Linked DNA regions of Mus musculus: region 2 is linked to region 1. The links are chromatin contacts, called in public HiChIP or PLAC-seq maps. All regions are on one chromosome and are shown on one strand. The core of a region is the stretch at or near the end of the contact, and the rest is flanking DNA. Distances in the headings are between cores, read along the strand shown. Region 1 overlaps Ece1 (endothelin converting enzyme 1). Region 2 overlaps Eif4g3 (eukaryotic translation initiation factor 4 gamma, 3).

Region 1 (2,700 bases), core at 150-2,649:
CCTTCTAGGTCTGGGCACCAATGGCTCAAGGAGACCGGCCGGTTAAACAGTCAGTTATGGGCTCTGGGCCAGACTGGATTGGGGATTGCTGAGGCTGGGGAGTGGTTGGGCTAAGACATAACCTACTTGGGTGAAGAGCGGGTATAAAATGGCGCCTGCAGTATTCCAGCTGGAAACACGATCTCGTTCTTGGTGGGCGAGTAGTAAGCGTTCACCATGGGCGGCGTCATACTCCACCTGCAAGCCACAAGCACACGTGAGCTCTCCCGCAAACCTGCTGGAAGGGGAGGGGGACGTGGCTTAGAGACCGTGGTCTGGAAGCTGGGCGTGGTACACTTTGAGAGGCAGGGGCAGGTGGATCTCTGTGAGTTTGACACCCACCCAGTCTACAGAGCCAGTTCCAGGACAGCCAGAGCTACATCATAGAGACAAACTGTCTCAAACAAACAAATGTGGCTTTTGGGAGCTGAGGGATGTGGGTCAGAGTGGAAGAGTGTTTGTCTTAAGATGTACAAAGCCCTGGGTTCAATTCCCAACACTGTGTAAAACAGATGGCAGTGCACGCTGTAATGCAGGCAAGAGGAAGCAAAGGACCAAGAGGTCAAGGTCATCGCCATCCCATCCTTACAGTCACACATCTGAGTGCCAGGCTCAAGATGCTTTTAGCAGCAGCTCTCAAATGCCGACCAAGGCTGCCCTCAAAGGTGCTCTACCAAAAACCACAGAAGCTGCCTGAAATGCTATCATTGTGGAGGCAGAGCCAGGAGGTGGTGGCACACACCTTTAATCCAGGCCCTTGGCAGGCAGAGGCAGGTGGCTCTCTGAGTTCAAGGCCAGCCTGGTCTACAGAGCGAGTTCTAGAACATCCAGCGCTACACAGAGAAACCTTGTCTTGAAAAACAAAAGCAAAGATGTGGAGACAGGAGGATCAGGAGTGCAAAGTCCTCCTCAGCTGCGTAATGAGTTCAAGGCCAACGTGGGTGACGTGAACTTGCGTTTCAACCCCCCCAACCCCCAGAAAAAAAACACCACCATCACCACCACCACCAACAACAACAAAAAACCCAAAACAGGCAGCGGGCAGGTGACTGGGGAGCAGGATCAGAGATCTGGAGCTTGCTAGCTAGACTAGTGACTCTGGGTTCAAGAAGGAGACCCTGCCTCAACAGAATGGAAGCTAATGGAGGAAGATGCTTCCATCTCCCCCTGTAAGCTCCACACACGCAAATAAGCACACATGTGCAAACAAACAAACAAAGCCAGAAAACCCCCTCTAGGAACAAGCCTCAAACCCAGACCGACAAGCCACACTCACTCTCTGAATGTCCCTGAGAGGCTCTCTAAGCCCAGCCCCCACAGCACAAGCCTCTTGCTCTGCGTCACCCGGTGGGCCTCGCCCACGAAGCGCATCAGAGTTCTTATCCTGCTTCCTTTCCAGAGTGGCTGACAAACCACAGGCATGTGCAAGCAGATACTGCACATTTTCTTGTGGATGGGTGGGGTGAGTTCACAATCTCTGGGAAAACAACTGATGTCATCTGTTACCCATGACAAGAATGTAAGGTTTCAAAATAATCTTGGGGTGGGCTGAGATGGCTCAGTGACTAAGAGCACTGGCTGCCCTTCTAGAGGACCTGGGTTCAGGTCCCAGCTGCCATAGGGCAGCTTACAATGGCCCGTAAATCCAGTCCCAGGGGATCTGATGCTCTCTTCTGGTCACCAGAGGAACTGCATGCGTGTGGTAGACATATATACATAAAATAAATACATGCGTAAAATAGGTAAAAATCCTTTTCTTTCTTTCGTTCTTCCCCCACCCCCCTGAAAAAAGAGTTTCTATCTGTTGCCCTAGGTCTTGGAAGTCCCTCTATAGATCAGGCTGGCCTGGTAACTCAAAGATTCGCCTACCTCTGCCTCCTGAGTGCTGGGATTAAAGGCATAAGCCACAACCACCCAGCTAATTTTTTTTATTATTATTATAAAAGGGATAGTAATATGTACAAGCATTAGACTATGCACAACTATTAAAGTCTTCCTCTTTCCTGCTGGGCATGGTGGAACAGACTTTTAATTCCTGCACTTGGGAGGCCAAGGTGGGCAGATCTCTGTGAGTTTGAAGCCAGCCTGGTCTACATAATGAGTTCCAGGAGAGCCAAGGCTAGGTAGAGAGACCCTGTCCCAAAAAAATCCAAAAGAAAAACCACGACCAACAAAAACCTTCCCACTTCCTAACTGGCTGTCTGTGTGAGGCTGGCTTTTCTATATATACTCTTAAGCAAACTGTTAGAGTGGATGATATAGAGGCAGACATGAGAACCCAGCTGCCTGCTAAACCAGAAATAAAGAAAGCTGAGGAGACTGGGGCTGAGCACAGTTGTAGAGAAAGGCTGATTCCACCCCCAGAGCTGGTCCTGAAAACAGTAAACCTCTGTTTTTATCAATACCTCTGTTTTTATCATCCACTCAATTATCTACCTACCGAGAAAAGATTCATGGGAGCTAGAGAGATGGCTCAGCAGTTAAGAGCACTTTTTTGTTTGTTTTCTTTTCTTTCTTGTTTTTTGTACATTTTTGGTTTGTTTGTTTTTCCAAAACTTTGGAACTCACTCTGTAGACCAGGCTGACCTCAACTCCGATCCGCCTGCCTCTGCCTCCCCAGTGCTGGGATTAGAGGCGTGCACCACCACTGCTGACTGCACT
Region 2 (2,700 bases), core at 186-2,685, 120 kb before region 1:
TAGAACCTTTAAAAAACTTTGTATGTATTACATGTGTGCCCCTGTGTACATCACAGCACGCAGGAAGTCAGAGGTAAACTGTGGCTGTCAGCGTTCCGTCTACCATGTGGGTGTGAGCATAAGATATCAGGCTTGGCAGCAAGCACGTTATCTACTGAGCCGCCATCTTATTTCCCCAGGGTCAGATATTTGAATAATCTAATAGGACCAATATGTGATCCATTGATTAAGAAAGGAGTATATAAGGGACCACATCTAAACCAGAGGCACCTTTCAAATGGGGTCCAAGTCAGGTCCCACTTATGTGAAATCAATCCCAAGACATGCAATAAAAATGCCATTCTAGGCTAGCACGAAACTCCTAAGGACTGCATTAACTAGAAAGTGCTGCCACAGAAGTCACAGCGGGTAGTCTAACCATGTGATGCTGGGACACAGCTCCTCAGCTTTGACTAACCATCTTCTAAAACAGGAAATGAACTGGGTGTAGTGACACACACCTCTAATCCCAGATCTAAGGAGGCAAAAGCAGGTAGATCTCTGTGAATCCAAGGCCAGCCTGGGGTACGTAGTGAGTTCCAGGCCAGGCACGGGCACATAAAGCGCCTCCTGCCTCTAAGTAGGACAACAACAACTCTGGAAATGCAAGTGCGCAGTTCTTGGTGTGTTGTCTTCTCATCAGCACCAGGCACTGTGCGTGGTGGAAGCGAGCAGTCAAGCACAGGCAGCCAAGCGCCAGGCAGCCAGGACACTGCGCTTCCTTCTTAAGGAATCCAGGCACCCTCTGCCCTTCAGGATGATACAGGGCTCAGGTTAGGGGGGCACTTGTGCTGAACCTCTGAGAGCAGGGGCACCCAAGTGTCAAAAAGAAGTGTCAACCACGACAAAGACTCCCTGTTTCCCAGACGAATATGCAAGTGTGATTATGAGCTCGGGCTGCTCAGAGCTTCTGCCCTCAAAGGCGTTGTGATCATGGTGGACACGCTAAACACTCAGCGCATGGCTCAGAAATTCTCTGCACAGGGGAGAACCCGAGACTCACAGGACTCAGTAGCAAGGACAGTCAGAACAACGTACGTGCACTTCTCCACAAGGTTGCACCAGTGATTGCAATAAAAGGCCATGAGTAGAAAACACATGACAAGGTACCTCCCGAATTGCCTTTAGAGAATACGACCGACCGCTATCTTCCACTGCTCTTTGTATTTAAATATCCCACCACAATACTAACAGTAGAGCCAGAGTGTATAGGAGGAAGATACAATCATTTAGAAAGGAAAGCACTCAATAAGTCTCCAATATGACTTCCATCTTGCAAAACTAAACAAAATATAAAAACAAAACAATACCCACACAAGTTATATTTAGACCATGGATGAGCAGGCTAAGTCAACATTGCCTCCTGTGTAATGCGACTCCTAGAGAACTCACCCTGAGGATAAACAGATATCACATGAGCAGGCCCAGAGAAGAGCTGAGTCACCCACCCCTGGCTCTCCACAACTACCATACCATAACTTTCTGCTGCTTTCCCCATTCCCACCACCAAGTCAGTTTCCTACGATGCCCAAAATGACACCCATTTTGATGTGTATGATAGAGACCAGCTTAAGAACATCAGGGCTCTGCCCCATCAAGTCCTTAGTGATACAGAAACTAGCAGCCTGCCAGGCTGGCAATACTCAACATGGCCACACCCTATCCACCAGGGAGGCAAGAACCAGGCCTGTGCATCTGCACACAACAAACGCATCCCTAAGGCACTGCTCTAGAGCAAAGCTGCTTCCCTTTCCCATGAAGATGCTCATTCCATCACCAGTAGTCAGTATTTGGTTCCCAAAGTCTTCTTCCTCAGGTCAGAGTAAGAGAAGCAATCCAGCAGTGTATAGAATTCTGATTGGTTGTTGAGAGCAGTGAGACAGAAGGAAAGGGTGTATCAGCGGCACAACTGATTCACAAGTCACGAAACACCTAGAAAAAGCCAACTGTGGAGGGGGCTATGTGGAGAAGTAGAAGTAGCAAGAATGTCCAAAGGCGAGAACGTCACTGGAGGTTTCCAAGCAGGTCCAACAGTGACTACTTAGCAAGCAATGACCTTCCTGCCAGTCATCAGGGAAAGGAGAGCAGCGTCTTGGGGACACACAACAAAGAGCATCATGGAGCACAGTCCTGACACAGGAGAGCAAGCCACCTAGGCTGGAACCAACAGAGGTGGAGGGAGGGCGGGGTGCACAGGGCAGGAACTGGACAGGACACTCCACAGTCAGAATGATGTGAGGTAGAAGAACAAGGTTTTAGGGCCAGACTAAAATCCTAAAACAGAAGAAGCTCAACGAAGTGCTGTCCTCAGATGTGTTAAAGCAGTAAGACTCAGCTAAAGGCTCAAGTGTGGTACCTGCAGGGAACCTGGACAAAGGTGAAGAGGATAAATAGTATACTAAGGAGAACTAGAAGGCAAGATGGGTGAACAGACAAAGGTGCTTGCTGACAACCTGGGTCTCCAGAACCCACGGTGGAAGAAGAGAACTGACGCCCACAACTGTGTGAGTGCATACATATAAACACACTCATAGCCAGGCAGTGGTGGCGCACGCCTTTAATCACAGTACTTGGGAGGCAGAGGCAGGGGAATTTCTGAGTTTGAGGCCAGCCTGGTCTACAAAGTGAGTTCCAGGACAGCCAGGGCTACACAGAGAAACC

The links. HiChIP or PLAC-seq counts read pairs in DNA pulled down with a chosen protein or histone mark.
Region 2: a contact with region 1 is called in an HNF4G HiChIP or PLAC-seq map of pancreatic cancer cells. The contact joins two enhancer-like sites. A contact is called at or near these places in 1 of 15 datasets of contacts at CTCF or cohesin (large pre-B cells), 2 of 484 Hi-C or Micro-C datasets (bone marrow-derived macrophages and nephron progenitors), 1 of 115 datasets of contacts at active chromatin or transcription factors (pancreatic cancer cells) and 1 of 9 other capture datasets (embryonic stem cells).

The regions. Positions count from the first base shown.
Region 1 is chr4:137,953,995-137,956,694 of GRCm38.p6, reverse strand. It overlaps Ece1 (endothelin converting enzyme 1), which reads right to left. Exons shown (of 19, transcript NM_001369179.1): 15 at 127-237. Among named protein-coding and RNA genes, the nearest start is that of Eif4g3, 38 kb to the left of the region's middle. Within about 2 kb of position 1,399, at least 55 of the 459 cell types and tissues checked have an H3K27ac peak or open chromatin away from gene starts, as enhancers often do. A contact at or near this core is called in pancreatic cancer cells, where this site is marked.
Region 2 is chr4:138,076,851-138,079,550 of GRCm38.p6, reverse strand. The region is part of intron 3 of Eif4g3 (eukaryotic translation initiation factor 4 gamma, 3); the gene reads right to left. Among named protein-coding and RNA genes, the nearest start is that of 1700095J12Rik, 60 kb to the left of the region's middle. Within about 2 kb of position 1,435, at least 66 of the 459 cell types and tissues checked have an H3K27ac peak or open chromatin away from gene starts, as enhancers often do. A contact at or near this core is called in pancreatic cancer cells, where this site is marked.